Linked DNA regions of Zea mays: region 2 is linked to region 1. A link is a contact called in public Hi-C data. All regions are on one chromosome and are shown on one strand. The core of a region is the stretch at or near the end of the contact, and the rest is flanking DNA. Distances in the headings are between cores, read along the strand shown.

What was found. Hi-C and Micro-C count contacts between places; a contact is called where the count stands out from the background.
Region 2: a contact with region 1 is called in a Hi-C map of leaf, with 7 times the contacts expected there. The contact joins the promoter of LOC103627279 here to the promoter of LOC100194254 in region 1. A contact is called at or near these places in 2 of 25 Hi-C or Micro-C datasets (ear and leaf).

Annotation. Positions count from the first base shown.
Region 1 is chr5:174,655,165-174,657,910 of Zm-B73-REFERENCE-NAM-5.0, forward strand. LOC100194254 (Tetratricopeptide repeat (TPR)-like superfamily protein) reads right to left here and starts at 1,260. Exons shown (of 1, transcript NM_001139295.2): 1 at 6-1,260. The coding sequence starts at 1,176. The coding sequence ends at 190. LOC100382511 (Alkaline/neutral invertase CINV2) reads right to left here. Exons shown (of 4, transcript NM_001175248.1): 4 at 2,186-2,746. The coding sequence ends at 2,587.
Region 2 is chr5:175,489,700-175,492,548 of Zm-B73-REFERENCE-NAM-5.0, forward strand. It overlaps LOC103627279 (pentatricopeptide repeat-containing protein At2g29760, chloroplastic), which reads left to right and starts at 1,384. Exons shown (of 4, transcript XM_008647567.4): 1 at 1,384-2,849. The coding sequence starts at 1,405. It overlaps LOC100272502, which reads left to right. Exons shown (of 12, transcript XM_008683160.4): 11 at 111-384; 12 at 459-936. The coding sequence ends at 526.

The DNA of each region.
Region 1 (2,746 bases), core at 10-2,509:
TGTCTGTCTCCAATTCACTCTTGTTTTCAATCATGTATACCAATCATGTCACAATTTCCATGCACATAAACAGAAATTGGTTGAATTGGAATGCTATCTAAACAGAGATAATCACATTTCAGCATGTTGACATAACAGCCATACACATGGCTGGCTACAATGCTGAATTGCAAAAAGGCAGAGTACCTCCTACATGCGCGTGCAGGAGGTGTCGAAGTCGTCGGGCGCAACCCTGGCGATCCACTCAGCAAGGCTCCTCTTGACCTCGCCGTGGTTGACGAAGGCGAGCTCGTACATGCTGCACAGGTTGACCACCACCGTCTCGTTGAGCGCCGCCGTGGGGACCCTCTCGAGGGCACCCTCCAGCACCTTGATGGCGTCGCCGAGGTCCCGCGAGTACATGAGGCACAGCGCCTTGTTGTTGAGGGCCACGGCGTCCGCGGGGTCCGCCTCGATGCAGCGCTCGTACTCCCGCACCGCCGCCGCGTAGTCCTTGCCCACGATGCACTCCAGCGCGCGGTTGCGGGCCAGGAGGTTGGCATGCCGCGTCGGGTCCTCGGACGCGGCGGCCACGGACTCCACGTGGCGGAAGGCAGCCGAGGCCGCGCCGAGGTTGCCGATCTGGAGGTGCGCGTAGGCGAGGCGCGAGAGGAGCACCGGGTCGCCCGGGTAGCGGCCGGCGATGTCGGCGAGGAGCGCGAGTGCGACGTCGAACTCGCGGTGGGCGAGGTGGTCGGCGGCGAGGACGGACGCGACGAGCGCGTCGCGGCGGCGCCACTCGGGGTGCCCGGCGTTGGGGCGTGCGCGGACGGAGGAGAGGAGCGTGTAGAGGCGGTCGAGCGCGAGGGGGCGGTCGGGGAGGAAGAGTGGGAGGAGAGCATGGAGGAGGCGGATGAGGAAGGGTGGCGGCGGGCAGGCCGGATCCGGGTGGAGGGAAGCTAGAAGCGCAGCGGCGTCGGGGAAGCGTCGGAGCTTGGCCAGGCAGAGGGCGGAGAGAGCGGAGAGGAGGAGGCGGTGGTGCGGATGGGGCGTGTGGGCCGGATGGGAGAGGTGGGAGAAGAGCGCCTGCCACTGCCCGCGGGTGGCCAGGTCGTAGGGGATCGAGAGATCGGGGACGCCTGGAGCGGCGACGTCGGTCGCCGGCGGCGGGAAGGTTGGGGAGGAGGCAGCAGCCATGGCGTAGCGGGGATGGAGATTGCCGAGATCTGGAAGACGGAAGCGTGGTCGACCTTCGACAGGTGTAGTGGGCTGGAAATGAACTGTGTTGCAGGCACTGGGCTTCTGTGTTTGTCCGCTTATATGTTAAACTTCGGGCCTCCAATAGAATTTTGATTGCCTTTTGAAAATTTGCTGGCGAAAGCCCGATGATAATCGCTGTGCACTCTTCGGGCTTGTTTGTGATCAAAGGTAATGTAGTGGATTAAGGGGGCAAGAATCCCCTACTACTTAATTTTGAATAGTGAGGGATTATAGTCCCCTCAATCCCTTCCATTACCCTTTGCCCCAAACAAGCCCTTCGTGTCGTAAAATGTACTGTATGATTTAAATTATCAGTCAAATAGAGTTAAAAGTTTGAACAAATATAAAAATATCTAAATCTAATATTTTAAAGGTATTTTTTATTTTCTGCCTCTCACTCTCACTACTCATGGCGTAGCGAGGCAGCAGCCATGGCGTAGCGGGGATTAGACCTGAAAAAAGAATGGCCAACCGAAAATAAGAGCCCAGTACATAAGTACATAGCCTGACACGAAAAAAATGGATCGAATTGGCACGACTCGAATGATTGAACTATGTCGTGTCTCAAACTCAGGCATGAAGCACTACTCATGTCTTGAATCATTTCTTAAATTCTTACACTGAATGATGTTTCTGAGTCTTGTTCCGCACGTGGATTGAATAGAATTAGAAACATTATTATAAAAGATTTTAACTTGTTTGAGGTTTAAACTCGTCCAATCCCACCTAATCCACATGAATTAAGAGCAAATTGAATAAGCCCTAAATGTATAGAGGGGAACAGGGGTGGCTGGATCAGAATTGTTTTCTTTCCTTGAACACAAGTACAACCGCGAAGCTCTAGGAGACAAAAGGAGGAAGAGACACACAAGGCACGCTTTCTATGACTTGTCGTCACAGGGCAGGGAGACAGGCAGTCAAGTAAACGCAATAGAAACACAGGCATCCAGCAACACAGAGAAAGGAGCTTTATTCATTCGTTAGAAAGAGCACTTATGCTTCACAGGGAAGCTGGAATCAGCTTACTCATCCGTATAATCCACTGGCACAACAAAGTTGACTCTAACCAAAAGGATCCACAACTTATAGGATGACCCAAGCAAGAATCAGAGTATCTTCTTACAGAGATTGCGAAAGAAGAAAACAAAATGCCCATTTCTGCAGTTGCTTCTTTTTCTTTCAACTCAGAAAACGAGCTGATATATTGTACAACCAAGGAAAATCCAGAAGACACAAACCATCCATGTTTGGAAGTCAAAGGAAACGGATCAGCAGACAAGGAGATGCTACCCCCAAGAACTCGTGTTTTCAGCAGCCTTTGCTTCCCTAAAAATTTTTGTGGCCATCTCAGTTTGTCCATGACGCAGACCGCTTCAAAACAGGCTTCAACATTGCCCTATCCTCTTCCAGGGAGATCATGCCGAGATGTGAAGGATCTTCCAACATCATCTTGGCGACCAAATACCCCGCGATGGACCAGGTCTGGAATTTCCTCGCCTGCTTGCCA
Region 2 (2,849 bases), core at 134-2,633, 830 kb after region 1:
TGGACTGTGGATAGAGCGGTGCTTGAAATAGTTCCTCATTGGTGAGGATAGCCTAAGGAGGCATTGGAGTTGACATTGATGTCTCATCCTTTTTGATTAACCACTGACAGGTCTACTATGTTTATGGGTTCATGTTGCTGGTCTTTCTGATACTCATCATTGTCACCATATGTGTAACAATTGTCGGTACATATTTCTTGCTAAATGCGGAGAACTACCACTGGCAATGGACTTCATTCTTCTCTGCTGCTTCCACTGCGGTGTATGTTTACCTCTACTCCATATATTATTACCACATGAAGACCAAGATGTCTGGATTCTTCCAGACCAGCTTCTATTTCGGCTACACTCTAATGTTCTGCCTAGGCTTAGGAACACTATGCGGTAAGCTCTTCTGCTATCTTGTGGTAGACAAACTATGGTATCGTTAGTTTAATACTGCTTGGTGCTTTTGCTAGGTGCCGTCGGGTATCTTGGATCGACATTGTTTGTGAGGAGGATCTACAGGAACATAAAGTGTGACTAAGTGAAGATAATATCGCCCCATTTTGGGTCAGCGCAGAGAAAATGTATGGCAGAGCCTTATTTGATTGAGCGATCACTGATTCTAAAACCAAGAACGCAGGTCATTTTGTGAAATATGATCGTTGCTTGGCGCCGAGCTGAAAGCCATGTTTTTCTATTCTTGTCCTCGTTTCTCTCTGATTTCTTCTGGACTTGGACAGGCAACAAATTTTCATGTTGAATTAGTTATATATATAGCGGTGGTTGTAGTTGTTGAGTAGTTCTGTAGTATATACCACAATTGTTATCCTTGGCCCCAATGATACCTCAGATTGATGGGTATAAACTGTAACATTTACATTACCTGATGTTTGACGATGAACACAGTTCCAAATAATCATGTTCGGTACTGGAGGATCGAGATTTTTGAGAGGCAACATCAAAGAAAAAATGTTTGATATTATACCGAAATGGAAACTTAGATCGTAAATGTTTCATGCATAAATCTGAAACTACTGTACAGTATGAGCTTGTCAGTACTGAAATGGAACATTAGATCATAAATAACAAAAATATAAGTCTACTGATATTAGGCTGTCTTCAGCAACTCTCTGTAATGATATATTCAGTAGATGCTCTATCCGATTCTGTATCTCATTCTTTATTTCAAAATTCTCTACAAACAGCACAGAAGATAATCTAAAAACTCGACCTGCAACACAGGTCGAGAAAACAACTGTCCTAGCTTCTGTACTTAATTTGCATGAACCAGCGCTTCCCATGGAAACAACTGTCCTGTCAAGGAAGCACTTCAGCTTGTACACTGGGATCAAGTCGATCTCCTCTAGTATTTGGCACAAATCTTGGCACGACCAGCAGCAGATTGTCCACCCGTTTCTCATGCCCACCCCCCGCCGCCACCTCTGCTTCCTCCGCGCACTCGTTGGGCTCCGCTCCACCGGCGCTGCTGGCTTTTCCTCGGCTCCTACACGCGGGTGCCCACTCCACGCCGCGCTAGCGCGCCGCGGCGCCCCCGCGGCCGCCGCGCTCGCTCTCTTTTCCAGCATCCGTGCCGCGACATTGCCGACCCCCTACACCTTCTCCCTCCTGCTCGCCTCCCTCGCCGCGTCCTCCTCCCGCTCCCGCACCCCCTCCGCTGCCGTCTGCGATCGACTCGCTGCGGCGGGGCTTGCGCATGGGCAGGCGCTCAAGCACGGCGCGCTCGCACACCCCGTCGTCACCAACTGCCTCCTCAAGCTCTACTGCGCGCTCGGCATGCTCTCCGACGCGCGCAGGGTGTTTGATACTAGCGGTGCCACCTCCCTGGACGCTTTCTCCTGGAACACGATGGTGTCAGGGTACGGCAAGTGCGGCGACCTAGAGGCCGCGCGGGAGGTATTCGTCAGAATGCCCGAGAGGGGCCTGGTTTCCTGGAGCGCAATGATCGACGCTTGCATCCGTGCTGGGGAGTTCAGTGAGGCACTGAGGATGTTCGACCAGATGATGGGAAATGGGTTCAGGCCAGACGCCGTGGTGCTATCGAGCGTGCTCAAGGCTTGTGCGCATCTGGGTGCTCTTGAGAGGGGGCGGTGGGTTCATAGGTTTCTCAAAGCAGAGGGGCTTGGGAGGAGTCCGGATAATGTCATGCTTGAGACGGCGCTTGTCGATATGTATTGCAAGTGCGGGTGCATGGATGAGGCATGGTGGGTCTTTGATGGAGTCCAGAGCCAAGATGTGGTGTTGTGGAATGCAATGATTGGTGGGCTTGCGATGAATGGGCATGGAAAACGCGCACTTGAGTTGTTCAGAAGGATGCTTGATATGGGGTTTGTGCCAAATGAGTCAACGTTTGTTGTTGTTCTTTGTGCGTGCACCCACACAGGTCGTGTGGACGAAGGTAAGGAGATTTTCAGGTCCATGTGTGACCATGGCATCGAGCCACGGAGGGAGCACTACGGGTGCTTGGCTGATCTCCTTGGACGTGCAGGACTCCTGGAAGAAGCCGAGGCTGTGTTGCTGGACATGCCGATGGAGCCACATGCATCACAGTGGGGGGCTCTAATGTCATCATGCTTGATGCACAACAATGTTGGTGTGGGTGAACGTGTAGGAAAGAAACTTATTGAGCTAGAGCCAGATGATGGTGGACGTTATGTTGTTCTGTTCAATCTGTATGCAGTTAATGGTTTATGGGAAGATGCAAAAGCTCTTCGTAAGATGATGGAAGAGAGGGGAGCCAAGAAGGAGACAGGTTTGAGCTTTATAGAGTGGAATGGTTTAGTCCATGAGTTCAGATCAGGTGATACAAGACACCCCCAAACAAGGCAGATCTATGCATTACTGGA